Linked DNA regions of Ovis aries: region 1 is linked to region 2. The links are chromatin contacts, called in public Hi-C maps. All regions are on one chromosome and are shown on one strand. Each heading gives the region's core, a stretch centred on a gene start, on an enhancer-like site or on the middle of the called end of the contact. The rest is flanking DNA. Distances are from core to core; before and after follow the strand shown. Region 1 overlaps NIBAN2 (niban apoptosis regulator 2). Region 2 holds the start of NIBAN2 (niban apoptosis regulator 2).

The links. A called contact is a pair of places that touch in the nucleus more often than the background predicts.
Region 1: a Hi-C map of hypothalamus shows a contact between it and region 2, with 2.1 times the contacts expected there. The contact joins the enhancer-like site here to the promoter of NIBAN2 in region 2. A contact is called at or near these places in 3 of 16 Hi-C or Micro-C datasets (hypothalamus, retroperitoneal adipose tissue and skin fibroblasts).

Annotation. Positions count from the first base shown.
Region 1 is chr3:8,653,816-8,657,413 of ARS-UI_Ramb_v3.0, forward strand. NIBAN2 (niban apoptosis regulator 2) reads left to right here. Exons shown (of 14, transcript XM_027966422.2): 3 at 3,330-3,458. Among named protein-coding and RNA genes, the nearest start is that of TRNAC-ACA, 4.3 kb to the left of the region's middle. Within about 2 kb of position 1,891, at least 11 of the 54 cell types and tissues checked have an H3K27ac peak or open chromatin away from gene starts, as enhancers often do. A contact at or near this core is called in hypothalamus, where this site is marked.
Region 2 is chr3:8,617,689-8,621,445 of ARS-UI_Ramb_v3.0, forward strand. NIBAN2 (niban apoptosis regulator 2) reads left to right here and starts at 2,022. Exons shown (of 14, transcript XM_027966422.2): 1 at 2,022-2,258. The coding sequence starts at 2,204. LOC121818996 (a long non-coding RNA gene) reads right to left here and starts at 1,906. Exons shown (of 2, transcript XR_006059079.2): 1 at 1,667-1,906; 2 at 1-1,040.

The DNA of each region.
Region 1 (3,598 bases), core at 641-3,140, 36 kb after region 2:
CCTCCAAGGGCATGGGCAAGGATCCTTCCCTCTCTGGGCCTCGGTTTCCCGTGTTGCTGGATGGTCTCTGAGGGCCCCACCCTGGCTTCTGAATAGGGAGGTGACCTGGTTGTGGCATCATGGCCTCCATGGGCACTTCCTCCCGGGGCCAGCCCCTCCTCCTGCCGGGCTAGGGCTCTGAGTCATCTTGACAGGGCTGGTCCAAGCCCAGCTCCTCCTCTTAGCGTCTACGTGCCCTTGAGCTAATGACCTCACCTCGTGGGGCCTCAGTTTATTCACCTGTGAATGGGGATGGGCATACTTCCTGCGCCAGGTGGCCGCGAGGATTAAAGATCTGTGTGCTGGGTGCCTGGGGCTGGACAGATGCTTGACTGACGTGTCATCATCTCTGGCCTTGTCATGATCCTCTTATCAGTGGTAGGGTTATGTTTGCATAGTAAAGGTTTGTCCAGGAAGCTGCCTGCTCCCCATTGAGGGGTCAGAATGGGCCAGAGGAGGCTAGTAGAGCCTCCCAGGGTGGGGATCCTGTGCTCACCCCTGGCATCGGGGTGGGAATGGCACTGAGGAAGTGAGGGACTGGCGGCACTGGTGGGGCTGAGCGCTTGGGGTGAGAAGCCAGGCCTTGCTGTTTCTGGGGGTGCTGCAGTGGGCCCTTGTCTGGGTGGTCTGGGAGGGCTTCCTGGAAGAAGGGCCATCTCAGCTAAAGACCTGATGGGAGAAGGAATATCAGACCCAGGCAGTGGCATGTGCAGAGGCCCAGAGGTGAGCCCATGGCTTGCTTGGGATGGTGGAGGGCAGGACTCAAGCCAGGTTCCAGATTCCTGACTTGATTCCTCTTTCTGCCTTGACCCCCAGCCTGCCTGGGTGGAGAGAATGTCAGGGCTGTGTGTCAGAGCATCACCTGTCACTTTGATTTGGGGCCCAGGAAATTCTGTCTGGCCTCCTGATGTCACGGCCACCTCCCGACCTGGGACAGCAGAGGGCAGCTGTGGCCTGGGTGTCTGGCAGGGGCATACCTATGTGATAGTAGAGAGGGCTTTGGACCCACCTCAGGGAGCTGCTTCCTGCGGGCTGCTTGCTCCCCTGTTTGGAAGGAAATATCACAGGCAGCCTGAATTCCAATAACCCAAGACAGGAGCAGGGTCGCCTGATGTGCTCAGCATTTACTCTGCACGAGAAACGCCTTTCACACTCATCAGGTTGAGTGTTCATGGTCAGAAGACAGACGCAATGTGTCAGCAGGAAGACTAATATGAAATCACCCACAGTTTCAGAAGAGGAGGGGTTTTGGGTCCCATTTGCCACTCAGGAAACTGACCATCATGAGGCTAAGTCATGGTAACAATAGAAATCATTCTCGTCATCACATAAATTGTTTTTGTTAGAAATAATACTGCAATTAATATAGTAATAGTAGTGATAAAAACAACAGTTCTTTTGTGCGGGCGCTGCTCATCCAGCTGGCATGACATGGCTCAGTGGGACTGTGATTATGACCCGGCGCCCCTCCCAGAGGTGGACACCAGGGCTCAGGAAGGTAGAGTTGCTTGTCCAGGCTCCCGAGGCGTCAGCTGTAGGAGCCTGGGGGCCTGTGCTCTCGCCATCCCCCAGAGGTGCCCGTCAGCAGCATCAGAGAGCTTTGCAGAGTACACAATATTTGGCCTGGGCTGTTTCCTGGGTTCCGCTTCCTGCAGACCTTCCAGTGGAAACACGACTCTGCCATTTGAAAGTCTTAAAAATAAAACCCAAACCCACAGCTGTAAAGCAACCAACCAGCCATTACGGGCTGTCCAGGATCTGAGGGTGGACTTTAGGGGGCAGGGTGCCGAGCCCCACTCACCCGGGGAGGCCTGAGGGAGTTCTGGCTCTAAGCCGGAGCGGAGGCTGCAGACCCGGGTGTCTGGAGAGCTCTTTGTGCTCTTTCTTTCTCACAGAGACGGGAGCTCAGGAGCTGGGGTGAGAGTAGGCCCCAGTCTAAATATAGACCACACAGCCCAGGGGAAAGCCCACTGTCGGTGGTGGGGAGGGGGTGCCTGGTGGAGAGGGGGGGACCATTTTCTTTTCCTGTAAATATTTTTGTCCCTGGGTAGGAAGCAGTCTTCGGGGTCCTATTGTTTGAGTACAATGGGCCCTCATTTTCCAGGAATGTTTCGGCATTTCCCCTCGAAGAGTGGCAGGCAGGTTGCTGGGGAGAAGAGGCCCGGTGAAGAGACAGGCCTGGGGGTGGGGGATGCCTCGGGAAGGGCTGCTCACCTCTGACTGCAGCTGCAGAGCTCGAAGCTAGGAGGGGTTAGGCCCCAGTCAAATTATACCTTCTCCCTTTATTACACAGGATACATGTTGCTTTTTGCAGAAGGCCCCATATTTGTTGTAGAGCAGACGGAGGCTTCTGAGAGACAGGAACCTTTGACTGCTGTGCTCCTCCCACCCAGGAGCAGGGCTGTTCCCTCTTGGCCTCCTGTTATCTCCTTTCTGGAAGCTTCCCGGTGCTCAGTCTGTTTACTCTCCCTTCCCCCTCCCCAAATGTCAGTCTGAGGAGCCGGAAGACTGATGCAGACAGAACCCCAGTAGTGGTCATGGGCAGCTCCTGTGTATTGTACTACCTGCCCGGTGCCAACTGCCTGCGTGATCCCTGCACATGTCGTCGCAGCTGTCCCTGTCCCATTTTACAGATGAGGAAACTGAGGCTCAAAGAGGTGATGGGACAGGCCTGAAGTCACACCGAGCCTGTGGTAGAGTCAAAGCTAGGGCTTTGCAGGGAGGTCTCGGCGTTACTGCTACCCACGCTGGCCACGAGTCTGCCAGGGTGTTGGTCAGACGGGAACCCTCTGGGATGAAGTCCCCTCCTCCCCCATCTGGGTTCATGGGACGATCTTGTCACCTGTCAGGGCCGGGGAGGCTCTATGTCAAGTCTGTGTTGCCCTGAGGGGAAACAGACCCAGAGCAGGAAGAGAGATGTGCTCAGGTGCCGGCAGGCAGGCCTGTCCCCTCCGGCCGGAGTGACCGTGGCACAGTCACACTGCAGGGGGAGTGGACGGGGAAGCAGCCTGCCTCGGGCTCCGGAGACCTTCCCGAGGAGGCCGCCGTGTCTGCTGGGGCCAGGACGGGGCGGGGTCCTGTCTGGCTCCGCTGTCACAGTGCCTGGCCTGGGCTCTAGTCCGGCATCACCGGGCCTCTGGCTGGACCTGGAGTGGGGAGGGGGCCTTCGCTGTTCCCCAGCCTCATTTCCCCATCTGCCAAACGGGCGTTGCGCCGTGCTGCCTCAGAGACCTCGGTGAGGAGTGAGGTCAGGGTGGACGGCCTCAGTCCTCGCCCCTCGCCGCCCACAGGTGCCCCTGGAGGAGCGCATCATCTTCTCGGGGAACCTCTTCCAGTACCAGGAGGAGAACAAGAAGTGGAGGAACCGCTTCAGCCTCGTGCCGCACAACTATGGGCTGGTGCTCTACGAGAACAAAGTGGTGAGGCGCCCCGCAGGCCTTCCAGGCCCGGCCCAGCGCTTCTGCCGTGTCCCCACAGCCCCCTACTCTGCGATCGATAATGCTGCATGCCCCCCGACTCCTGAACGTGAGACCCCATACCTCCACCCTCAGCCAGCCAT
Region 2 (3,757 bases), core at 772-3,271:
CCAAAGCCAAGAGGGGGAGCTCCTGGGCTAGGGGCCTGACACTGGCAAGTTTGTGGGTGTTTTGGGCTCACAGGCCTGTTTGCACCACAGAGGCTGGCAAAAGGCTGGCTTGTGGCCCCACCTTTACCCCAACTGGTCCAGGCCTCCTGGGTGTTCAGATGTCAGATGCCTCAATCTACCCACCTCTCAGGTTAGAGCAGGCCTTTCCAGTGTCTACAGTTTGGGTCATGGGAAAAAGGAAATGAGGCTAGTAGTATCATTTGCTTCTGGTGGCTCAAAGAGAAGCCAGCGTGTCTGCAGACTTGGCCTCTGGCTGGGTTCTGGCTCCGCCTTACTGTGTGACCTTGGCAAGTCACTTTCCCTCCCTGGGCCTCAGTTTCCATCTCTGTAGAAGGACACTAATCATCTCTGCCAGCCTGACTTCAGCTTCACCTCATAGTTCTCTGCTGCATGAATACATCCTGCTCTTCAAAGACTGCGCTTCTGCCCATGCTATCCCCACTCCCTGGAATGCTCTTCCTTAGGATCTGCTGTCAAAATTCTCGTTCTTCTAGCTCGTAGTTCTGGTACTACTCCTTCTGTGATTTTCCTCAAGACAGAATGCTGTGTTCCTTCCTCAAGCTTCTCTATGCTCTCAAGGGCAGGGACTGTGACGAATAACAGAATGGTAGGTTCTGTTTACTGCGATGACCCAACCTGTGCCAGGTGCTGTGTAGTCACTCTGTTATCTCATTTAATCCTCACAACAAAGCATCATTATTCTCAGTGGACGGATGAGGAAACTGAGGTTCTCAATAATGCCACATGTCCTGGGGGCCCAGAGCAAGTAGGACAGCTTGCATCCTCTCTTTTCATCCCCAGCATCTTGTAGAGAGCCGAGCCAGCAGGTGTTTATCACCGAACGCATGAAGAGTGCCTGTGTCCCATTAGTCAACTTCAAACCTACCTTCTGTTGGCGTTGGCAGGCCTGAAGCACCATGCTCAGCAATGTCAGCTTTTATTATCATCGCTTTCTGCTGATGTCACAGTTGCAGTGAGAGCTGTCCAGTTACAGGGTGGGGCACACAGAGAAGTGGGTAAGTACGCAGTCACTGGGGTAAGCACACAGTCATTGGGGTAAGCACACAGTCATTGGGGTAAGCAAGAAAAAACGGGATGACCCCTAGGATGCAGTACAGGAGGTCTGATCATCAGCAGCCAAGTATGGCTTCTGCTACCCCAGTCCATTATCTGGGGGTCCCAGGGGTTAACCCAGCTCCCCTACCAGCTTGGGGGATAGTGGGGTAGAATTGAAACACATTCTCCTGGTACCTGTGACCCAACCATGCCCAGCCCCCAAACTCCATGCTGGTCCATGGGTTTTGAATCTGCATCTTTTACAAACCGTACTTTTTTTTTTTTTTTCCTATTCCTGATTTGTCCTGTCCCACAAGCCACCTCCGAAGTGAAATACCCATATGCGGAGCCCGAGGAATGAGCGCCTGGCCTTTGAGTCGGAGCTCTCCTTGCCACCTCCCTTTTCCTTGCACTGTTGTGCAAGACGGGCGGGTACACCTTCTGGGGCAGGTCGGATCAAGGCCAAGGAACTTCCTGAGAGCTGGCAGCCGCGGGCGGGGCTGGGGGCAGGGGAGCAGGGGCGGGAGGAGTGCTCCTGGGCGTCGCCTACCGGCCCCGCACGTCCTTCTCGGTGTGGCTCTCTTCCCAAGAGGGTCGGGGAAGGTGGGGGGCGTTGACACCCAGGCTGGAACCCCGCAGGCACCCCCGTCCTTTCAGACGCCCCCCCCCACCAGCGCCATCTCTTTCTCCGTTTCGGTCACTGTCCGGTGCGCCCCGCTCCGCGTCTCCCTTCTCGGCCTCGCTTTCTCCGACCTCCTCTTTGTTTCTGTCTTGCAGGCGGTCCTTGCATACCCCGGCCCCTGCCCCGCCCGCTCGACAGCCACCGAGGAGGGGGCGGGGCTCGAGTCTGGGGGCGTGGCCTGGCGGGGCTGGGCTGGGTTGGGCGGGGCCGCGGGCTGGGGCGCGAGGCGGAGGCGGCCAGCTAGTGGACGGACGCTACTGGAGCCGGAGCGCGAGCCGGGCAGAGGCCGCAGCCAGGGGCGGCGGGAGCAGGGCGGGCCGGCTCCATGGCGCCAGCGGCGCCTGTCTGAGCAGCGCAGGCAGCGGCAGGCGGCGGCCGGATCGGGCCGCGCGGCTCCTCCTCACCATGGGGGACGTGCTGTCCACGCACCTGGACGACGCCCGGCGTCAGCACATCGCAGGTGAGTCCGGCGCCACGCAGCGCGCTCTGGGGGTCCGGCGGGGAGCCCCGGCCACGCCCCCATCGCTGCCTGCCTGCTGGGGTCTGCGGAGAGTCAGGCCCCGGGCAGGGCGGGAGTGGCCCAGGGCCAAGAACTGTTGTACAAGCTTGTTTCTCCTACGTCTGGGTGCCCCTTCCTGGCTCCTTCTGAGTCCGCCCTTCCCCCTCCCGAGGGGACTCGAACTTCCACCCACCCCTGGGAGCCGCCGGGTCTCTGGATTCCTGGGCACACTCCTGCAGCCTGAGCTGTGGAAGAGGGTCGCAGCCTCCCCACTTCACCTTGGGTATCTTTGCCCGGAAGCGATCCGGGCCCACTCGGCCAGCGTGTCCTGACCTTCCCTGACTGTCCCAGGTCCCGGCTTGCTCTGGCTCCAGACCCAGTACACGTGGCCAAGGCTTCCAAGGGACTGGCCCATCAGGGTCTGAGCCTGAGCCTGGGGAGTGGGCCTAGGAGAGATGGAGTGCACAGGAGGGGTGGGTCAGAACCCGTGTCCCTGGCCTCCGGCACAGCTGGGTGCTTCCGCGGAGGCTTGTTTAGGGGGCTGGTTAAGGCAAGAGCCCAGTCTCCTCAGCCCCCTCCTTCAACCGTGCCAGCTCCCAGCCCTGCACAGTGGCCGCTTCTCAGAGGGGCAGCTGCCCTCTTCCTCCCTGGGAAAGCACAGGGAGTGCTGTAGGGTCCTGGCTCCTCCTTCCCCAAACCCCAGGAATGGAGAGACAGGGTAAGACCCCCAAGCTGCCTGGGAAACTCAGTTCTGGGGGAGGCTGCCAGGGGGAATCCCAGCGTCTGTTTCCCATCTGGGATCTCTTGGACAAGTCTCCTAACGTCCTGGCCCCTTAGTTTCCCCCTCTTCGAAATGGGGTGAATACTTTATTCTTAATCGGTTTAAGTGAGCTAATTCATATGGCTTACTTAACACAGCTCTGGTGTGGGGGAGACCCCAGTGTGTGGGGTGCTGGTCCATGTGCAATGGTGGGGGCCAGTCTGTGAGAAGGGAGCCTGTTGCTCTTGGCTGAACTTGCCTCTGTCTGGTAGATCTAGCACGCTGTGCCTGCCTACACTTACGATGTGTCCTGCCATCCTGTAGAGTTTCCGCAGCTGTGTTCTGCCCACTCAGACCTCTGGAGAATAGGAACCAGGGGTCTCCCAATGCTGTGCTCCCACCCTAGCTGGACACAAAGATTTGTCCTGTGACTGGGGTCCTGGGCCCATGACGGAGATCCCCTTTTGTGCCAGGCAGGCCTGGGGCTGGCCCAACGGTGGGGGTGATGTAGAAGTGAGTCAGACCCTCTCCAGCATCAGACCAGCAGGGGGTTAAGTCCTGGAACACTTGTTTGTAGGACAGGCCTGGACTCTGGGAGGAGGAAGGCTGGGGCGGAGTCTTCCTGTCCCCTCCCTGTCGGTGGCAGCCTCCTAGGGTTCTGTAACAGTCCATCCATTCATGACCTCCTCCTGGGGCCCTC